3 separate regions of the Hordeum vulgare genome follow, and all the other regions are linked to region 3. A link is a contact called in public Hi-C data. All regions are on one chromosome and are shown on one strand. Each heading gives the region's core, a stretch centred on a gene start, on an enhancer-like site or on the middle of the called end of the contact. The rest is flanking DNA. Distances are from core to core; before and after follow the strand shown. Region 1 has its middle 55 kb from the start of LOC123398604. Region 2 holds the start of LOC123398257 (zinc-finger homeodomain protein 9-like). Region 3 has its middle 49 kb from the start of LOC123395619.

Region 1 (2,700 bases), core at 170-2,669, 460 kb after region 3:
GAACCGGTTTATTTCTTTTTCATTTTTATTTATTTTTTTCTTTTCCTTTTTTCGGTTTCTGTTTCAAAAAATGTTTTAATTTAGAAAAAATGAATTTTCAAAAAAATCTTCTTGACTTCAAAAAATGTTCTGTATTTTTCAGAAAATGTTTTCGGTTTCAAAATTAGTTTCTCAAACTCAAATTTGTTTTCAGTTTCAAAAAACTTTCTTAAGATTCAAAAACTGTTCGTGCTTCCAAATTTTTTTGGGGTTTCTAAAATTTGGTCTTAGTTTCAAAATTTGTTCTCAAAATTCATAAAATGTTCGTTCTTTATTTTTTTCGTGCTTTCAAATCTGTTCATGTTTTTTAAAATTGTTCTCGGTTTGAAATTTTGTTTTCAAAACTCAAATAATATTCACGTTTGAAAATTGTGTTCGCGCTTCAAATTTGTTTCAAGTTTTTCAAAATTGTTCTCCTTATCTAAATTTTGTTCCCAAGATTCAAAAAATGTTCATGCTGAAACAATTTGTTCACGCTTCCAAATTTGTTCAGGTTTTTTAAAAATGCTCTTGGTTTCAAAATTTGTTCTCAAAATTCAGAAAATCTTCGTGCTTTAAAATTTTGTTCACGTTTTAAAAAATGTTCGGGGTTTTAAAAAATTGTTCTCCTTTTCAAAATTTTGTCCTCAAGATTCAAAAAATGTTTATGCCTTGAAAAATTATTCGCGCTTCCAAATTTTCTCACTTTTTTTAAATTTGTTCATGGTTTCAAAATTTGTTCTCAAAATTCAAAAAATGATCGTGCTTTAAAATTTTGTTTGGAGTTTTTCAAAATTGTTCTCCTTTTCAAAATTTTGATCTCAAGATTCAAAAGATGTTCGTGTTTTATAAAATTGTCTGCGTTTTCAAATTTGTTCACATTTTTTGAAAATTGTTCATGGTTTCAAAATTTGTTCTCAAAATTCAAAAAATGATCGTGATTTAAAATTTTGTTTGGATTTTTTTAAAATTGTTCTCCTTTTCAAAATTTTGATCTCAAGATTCAAAAGATGTTCGTGTTTTGTAAAATTGTCCGTGTTTTCAAAATTGTACACATTTTTTGAAAATTGTTCTTGGTTTCGAAATTTGTGCTCAAAATTCAAAAAATGTTTGTGCATAAAAAGTTGTTCCCGCTTTCAAATTTGTTTGGAGTTTTTCTAAATTATTCTTGTTTTCAAAATTTTGTTATCAAGATTCAAAAACTATTCGTGTTTTAAAATTATCCGTGCTTCCAAATTTGTTCACCATTTTTAATTGTTCTTCAAATTTAGAAAATGTGTTTTCTTCACATAATAAAAGAAAAGAAAAAAGAACAAAAAAGAAACGTAACTGGGCCGGCCCAACCGGGCGCCCCGCTGTGCGATGCATGGGCTCTCTGCCGCATTGAGCGGCATGTAGGAGCTCCCGAGGTACATGTCTGGTCGACATGGGACACGTTACGCACGACTTACACGATCCGCCCATAGTCACTAACTCCCACGTTGGGCTTTCCTTTTCCATTTATGAAAACAGTGAGGGATGTTCGTTGAGCTAGCATGTTAGCCTTAACAACTAACAAAATTGTCTCAAAAAAGACAACTAACAAAAGACAATCCCAAAACAAAACCCCAAACCAAAGACAAAATCACTAATTGAAGAGTATACCTCTCAAAGATCATTAACATCTTTTCAGGTTGCGACACGTGACGCATTGCATGTCTATAACTTGTCTCAATCTGCGAGTATTCTCTTTTTTTATTAGATCCTTTATTTTCAAAATGTTTTATCTCTTAAGCCGTGCTTTCAAATCTTGAACTGTTTTCATCTTTGGACTCCCTACGCTGAGATCTTTAAAGCTAGATCCCATGTTAATAGGTTTTTATGATTTATTTTTTCAACAAAAAACTGGATGAAAAAACCGACCGAAAAACCGTGGCTGTCGCGAAAGATTTCCATTTCCTAGAGGCACGACCGTGCCTCTCACGAAAGCAAATCTGTTCCTCTCGCAGAAGCAAAACCGTGCCTCTCGCAAAAAAAGCATGTTTTTTTCCGTTTTCGAGAGGCACAGTCGTAGCTCCCGTTTCCGAGAGGCACGTCCATGTCTCTCGTGAAATAAAAAAACAGAAAATATTTTTTTTTGTTTTCGAGTTTTACGACCGTGCCTCTCACGGAAGCAAAATCGCACCTCTCGCGAAAAAAAACAAAAAACACATATTTTTTTTGTTATTTTTTTGTTTTTGAAAGACACGGCCGTGCCTCTCGCAAAAATAATCTGTACCTCTCACGAAAGTAAAACTGTACCTCTCGAGGAAGAAAAAAATAAAACACATTTTTTTTCTTTTCGAAAGGAACGGCCGTGCCTCTCGCGGAAGCAAATCCATGCCGTGTAAGAAAAACCTTGCTTTTTAGGAAAGAATAAAAAAACATGTTTTTTCATGCAATTTTTTGAAATTCGTCCAAAACCTAAGAAAGACCGATGAAAAATCAAACCCCCGAAAACACCCAGAATAAACCCCACCTAAGAAGCTGAAAACACATGAATTTTTTTCTAAAAAGAACACTCAGAACGCGAGACATGACAACGCGACCCGTGATGACGGATGGGGCAGCACGTAGAAGTGATCATTCGGAGGCTTCCGAAGGAACGCTCGCCGAGTGGCGAAGCCAGGAATTAAAGATCAAGCGGGCCAAATGACTCAAATT
Region 2 (2,771 bases), core at 93-2,592, 310 kb after region 3:
TGAAGACCGTACGCTTGCAACCAAGTAGAGAGGTCGTGTTTTCGGTCTTCCGTTTGAGGGATTGTTCGGGCCGTTCGCATGATCGTTCTTCTACGATTCGAGGGACTTCATCAACGATCTACACAAACTCGTCTTCTTGTGGTGCAACTCGGAGTTGGTAACGATCTGATCACAACTGTTATTATATTGTCATAGTGTTAGTTGATCATAGGGCAAACTTTTTTTGTTTTCTACTATGTTTCCCAACACATGTATGTGCTTGGGACCGACATAAGTAGTGGTGATGATTGAATACGAGCGATATATACTTATATCATAAGATTGATGATTGTATATTGAGATTTACAATTGTTGGTTGTGAATGCATTGTTTGCATTATGGTTTTAAGATTTGCTAATGTGTGAAACTTTTTATAAAAACATTTGACATATTTTCTTACTTGGTTACATATAGTTCATATGAACTTCAAAACAAGGTTCGGGAGTACTTATTACTCCCTCGTCCGGAATTAACTGTCATTAAAATGAATACAAATGTATTTATCTAGAACTAAAATACATCTAGATATATTCATTTCTATGATAAGTATTTTCAAACGAAGGGAGTAGTATACTAGTATGCATTGTGTGGTTGGTGATGATCGTTAAATGTGGGTGATTGTTGATGCTTACTAATTTCTACCAAATTAATGAAAATATACATTGACAACTCAAATTGAGGACCATTAATAAAAAAAGATGTGCTGCCGTGTACAACACTGGGGTACACCGTCGCGTTCATCTATTATGTGATATGCAGATTGACACTGCAAAAGTGATGGAGGTCAAACAAAAACGGCAGGGTTTCCGATTGTGTATTGAGATTTACTATTGTTGATTACAAATGCATTACTTGCAATATGGTTTTAAGATTTGTTAATGTCTGTAACTTTTGATAAGAATATTTGACAAATTTTCTTACTTGGTCACATACATTAGTACTTTCTTCGTATCAAAATAAATGTCTCGACTTTGTACTAGCAACTTTAAATCAAGGTTTTGGAGTATTTATTACTAGTATATTAGTCCCTCCGCGTCTAGATACTTGTAGTTGGGGAGAGCTAAGTCTAATTCTTTTAAATTACTAGTATTTAGGTACAGAGGGGGAGTAGTATGCATTCTGTAGTTGGTGACCATCGTTAAATGTGGTTGACAGTGCATGCTTACTGTACTCAAATTTCTACCTAATTAATGAAAAACATACATTGACAGCTCAAATTGAGGACCATTATAATAACAAAAATACACCCCGGTGTCATGGTATTAATTAATTAACAGCTATACATGGGCGACAAATGTACAACAGTGGTGTACACGCGTCGTCGGGTCCATCTCCTGCGATGCTTCAAATTGACAGCGGAAAAACGACGGAGGTCAACCAAAAACGGCCGGGGTTTCCGTGGCGCATGTCTTGGTTGATTCACCTTCTTTGATCAGCGGTCCATGTTTACTCCTGGGCGGTGCGCGTGACGCGGGATACAGCTGCAGCTGCAACCGATTCAACACAGTGTGTCGTCATGATCTATCTATCTATCTATCCATCCATCCATCTATCTCTAGGATCTTTGGAAAATTTTCTGTTTTGTGTACTGGAGTATGTATATGTATGTATATAGTCTTATGAGTAATGACATGGATTAATGGGGGTTGGTCTTTGAGCGTCGCCGTCGGCCTTTTTATACTCTTATTATCTCCTCGCCTTGGCCTCGCTAGCTTCACATCCTTACCTGTAGTTTTCCCTCACTCCCTTGACCCCCGCCCGTCCCTAACTAAAGCCCACTAGTGGTAGTAATCTTTGTCAAGCCGAGTGACACCCCGAGCGCCGAGCGCCGAGCGGAGCATGGAGGCCATGGACGTCAAGTACAGGCCGGCCCTCTACCCCAACGGCTCCGTCAAGAAGGTGCGGCAGGCGGCCGTGCCGTCGCCGCCGCCGCCGGTGCTGGAGGCGGTGCCCGCGTACAAGGAGTGCCTCAAGAACCACGCGGCGGCCATCGGCGCGCACGCCGTGGACGGCTGCGGCGAGTGGATGCCGGTCGTGGAGCTCAACACCGCCGACCCAGCCTCGTACAAGTGCGCGGCCTGCGGCTGCCACCGCAACTTCCACCGCCTCGTCATGGTGGAGGGCTCGCCGCCCCCGCCCCCGCCCCAGCCCCAGCCGGCCCTGCTGCCGGCGCCGCCCATGCCCATGCCCATGCCCATGCCGGCGACCGTGCTCCATGGCCTGCCGCAGCGCGCTCCTGAGACGCCTGATGACCGGCTCCCGGGCGTCGACGGCGACGACTCTGACTCCGACTCGGATGGCTCCGAGTACGACGACGAGCGCTCCGTCTCCCCGCCGCAGCATCCTCCATCCGCGCACCATCTGGCGCCGGTGGCGCAGCAGCCACCGCCGTACATGTCTTCTGCGCCACACCCACACATGCTGCTCTCCCTGAACTCCAGCGCGCCGGGGGCGCCGGCACAGGGCCACAGTAGGCTCCCCGCCCAGCTCTCGCCGGCGACGGCGCCGCCGCCGCACGCGATGATGCCGGCCAGGAAGCGGTTCCGCACCAAGTTCACGGCGGAGCAGAAGCAGCGGATGCAGGAGCTGTCGGAGCGCCTGGGGTGGCGCCTGCAGAAGCGCGACGAGGGCGTGGTCGACGAGTGGTGCCGCGACATCGGCGTCAGCAAGGGCGTCTTCAAGGTATGGATGCACAACAACAAGCACAACTACCTCGGCGGCCACAGCGCCCG
Region 3 (2,912 bases), core at 398-2,897:
GTAGTCATATAAAGTATTTAAAAAGTCAAACTTCAAAAGCTTTGTCTAAGTTTATTAATAAAACTATCTATAATTACAATACCAAATATATTTAGTATGAAAATACTCCCCCCTTTCCAAAATAACTGTCTCAAGCTTAGTACAAATTTGTACTAGAGCTAATATAAAGTTAAGACACTTATTTTGGGATGGAGGGAGTATATCTTATGATATGTATTTGATATTCTAGATGTATGTATTTTTCTCTACAAACGTGATCAAGGTTTATTAAGTTTGACTTTTCGTACAATCTATACACACTACATTATCGAACAGAGGGATTAATACTTAAAAATTGTCTATTTGATATGTAGTCGTCGATTTGCGGATACATGATTACTAAGTTCAGGAAGTTGCTGAGATTTGAAGTAAGTTCCATCTTTAAAAACTTGATTTGTTGGGACGACCCTCCTCTAGCTGTCGTGATCGAAGCACCTTAAGATTACAATTAGATTGTTTTATGGAGTTTTACTAAAATGATGAACCCCGCATTTTTAATGAAATGCCCTTTAATTTCAAAAGTTTTAAGGAAAGTATACATGAGCGAGTTTTATATGTAGGTTAACTATTGGTTATTTTGCCAATTTATGATTTATGTGATACAAAATAAAAACTGTAGATAAATAAATTTCAAATAAGATCCTGGTGATATCAATTTAAAGCGGATGGATTGTACTGTTTGATAGAGTGGTTGTTTATCAATTTTTTGTCCAAACACTTAAGCGGATTTTTGGAGCATGTGCTTCATTGAGCTGGTATCTTTGAATGGCAAAAAAATTACTGAAAGGTTTAAATAATAGTTGTTTTTTTACACGAATTGATATGGATGTGCTCTAAGTACCAATTATTTTTCGTATTATAATAAGTTATATCATACGCTACAAAAAATGATAAAATTATGTCCCAAAAGACAAGGAAAAACAAGCCATTTTTCATGTAATGTTTTCTGTATATCTCACATATAAGCATGTAGATTCATGGAGTTTTGCAGAGGTATACTACACTTCTAGATATGCACGTACACAAAAAATTGGAATTTTTGAGCAGTACAAATAATTTGTTTAGAACCTAAAAAAGCCCGGATGCATTGTCTTCTTTTAGTAAACAAACCGGCTTTACTGATAAATCAGATAAAGTACATCATATCGGATAAAAACGGGTGCAATGTGGCCGTGCTCCAAAGTGACTATTCGGTCTTAATACGGAGTACAATCTTTTTGCACATATCGGAGGCACGTGTGTTCTGCCTCCATGTATATCCGCATTTTTTCAGTTTTTTTCTAATGTAAAAATATGAATTCCGATGAATTTTGAGCTTTTCAAAAACCGTCCTGCATGAAAACCGAGCTCCAAAAGGCATTTTCGTTGACCTACATCATATCATATAGTATCAAGTAGTAAAAGTGGACGCAATGTGCCCCTGCTCCAAAGTGACTATTCGGTCTTAATACGGCGTACAAAATCCAATGATCAAAGTACAATCTTGGTGAAAGGTCCCTTCTTCTCTTCTCTTCTCTTCCCTTCCCGCCGGGGCGCAGGGAAACATGAGCGCGGCTAGGGGAATAGTCCCGTCCGTCCGGCCGAGGCCTGCAACCTCGTGCCCACTATCCATCCACTGAAACCGTCCGACAGCCGCTGCATGCAGTGTGCACACCACCGCCTCCGTATCATCGACCCGTCAACTCGCGTCGCCGCGGATGGCCCCATCCAGGTTGCTCCGTACCTGCGCTGAAATCGACCGACCATTCTGACCACCAAACCAAAACCCAACGCTCCTCGTGTTGGTTAGCTTACCGCCGACCAGCGGTTCACGCCATGGGATCGATCGGAAGCAATCCGCCGCCGTTTAACTCGCCGGCGACGAGCATGATGCACGGTGGAGTGATGAGTTGGTTCTGCAGTCTCCAGATCGGTTGGTACGCCGGCCGAGTGATGCGCGTCGTCTCGCGTCTGGGTGGAATCGGAATCAAGGAGGGGTAGGTGCTCGGTTAACCGTGCGGGTGCTCGGCGCACCGGACGGAGGACAGCCGCATTAACCAAGGGCACATTGCGCGTGCAGGCGGCGGCTCGCATCTACTCTTACGTAGGAGGAGTAATTCATGCATCCTTTCCTCCGCCGCGGGCCGGCGTAGCGCGTGCGTGCTGTCAGCGGCGATAACTTCGGCCATTGATTGCCCCCGCGACCGGATGACAGGCGGACAGCTAAGGATGACACGGGTGTCAAGCCGATCGAGCAAATCCGTGGGCGGGCGTACGCATACGCACAAACCTTCACAACTTGTTCGTGGGGAATTTCAAACTTGTAAACCGAGCCTTGTCCCGCTCGATGGAAATGACAGCCGGTCTTTTGTCTTGTTCAGAAATAGCGGGTGGCCCGCGCGTTTGCGCGGCTAGATTATTCATTTGATTTTTCGCAAAAAGTGCGTGTATCATTTGTATCCCTCCCTTTGTAACTTGGCGATGTTGCATTTGTCAATTGCATACTTATTTTGAGATGAGTGTTTTATATTTTGAGACACGTGTAGTATGAGGGTGTGTGAGTGTGATGCAGGAACATGTTGTATATAGAGAAACAAAATTTCTAAATATTCTCGTATAGAAATTTGTTGGTAATTTTTTCATCTATGCAACTTGTATTACTCACCTTCACTCGTGTCCATCTATTGTGGTTGAAATTCCTTGAAATGCATAATGAAAACAATTTATACCAATGATAAAAAAAAGACATACAGTCCTACACAGATTTGAAATGCATTACTACAAAACAATAAATATTGATTCAAAGAGAGAACTTGCATTTATTTTTCTTCGCATGCGGCTCTTTCATCAGCTGATTTACATATTAGTTAGTCCGTCTTAGTTTTCCTTTAGAA

Evidence for each region. A called contact is a pair of places that touch in the nucleus more often than the background predicts.
Region 1: a Hi-C map of seedling shows a contact between it and region 3, with 4 times the contacts expected there. The contact joins two enhancer-like sites. A contact is called at or near these places in 2 of 6 Hi-C or Micro-C datasets (leaf and seedling).
Region 2: a Hi-C map of seedling shows a contact between it and region 3, with 2.6 times the contacts expected there. The contact joins the promoter of LOC123398257 here to the enhancer-like site in region 3. A contact is called at or near these places in 1 of 6 Hi-C or Micro-C datasets (seedling) and 1 of 1 datasets of contacts at active chromatin or transcription factors (embryo).

Annotation. Positions count from the first base shown.
Region 1 is chr5H:447,909,017-447,911,716 of MorexV3_pseudomolecules_assembly, forward strand. No RefSeq gene overlaps it. Among protein-coding and RNA genes, the nearest start is that of LOC123398604, 55 kb to the right of the region's middle. Within about 2 kb of position 1,420, at least 3 of the 3 cell types and tissues checked have open chromatin away from gene starts, as enhancers often do. A contact at or near this core is called in seedling, where this site is marked.
Region 2 is chr5H:447,752,237-447,755,007 of MorexV3_pseudomolecules_assembly, forward strand. LOC123398257 (zinc-finger homeodomain protein 9-like) reads left to right here and starts at 1,343. Exons shown (of 1, transcript XM_045092747.1): 1 at 1,343-2,771. The coding sequence starts at 1,879.
Region 3 is chr5H:447,446,629-447,449,540 of MorexV3_pseudomolecules_assembly, forward strand. No RefSeq gene overlaps it. Among protein-coding and RNA genes, the nearest start is that of LOC123395619, 49 kb to the left of the region's middle. Within about 2 kb of position 1,648, at least 2 of the 3 cell types and tissues checked have open chromatin away from gene starts, as enhancers often do. A contact at or near this core is called in seedling, where this site is marked.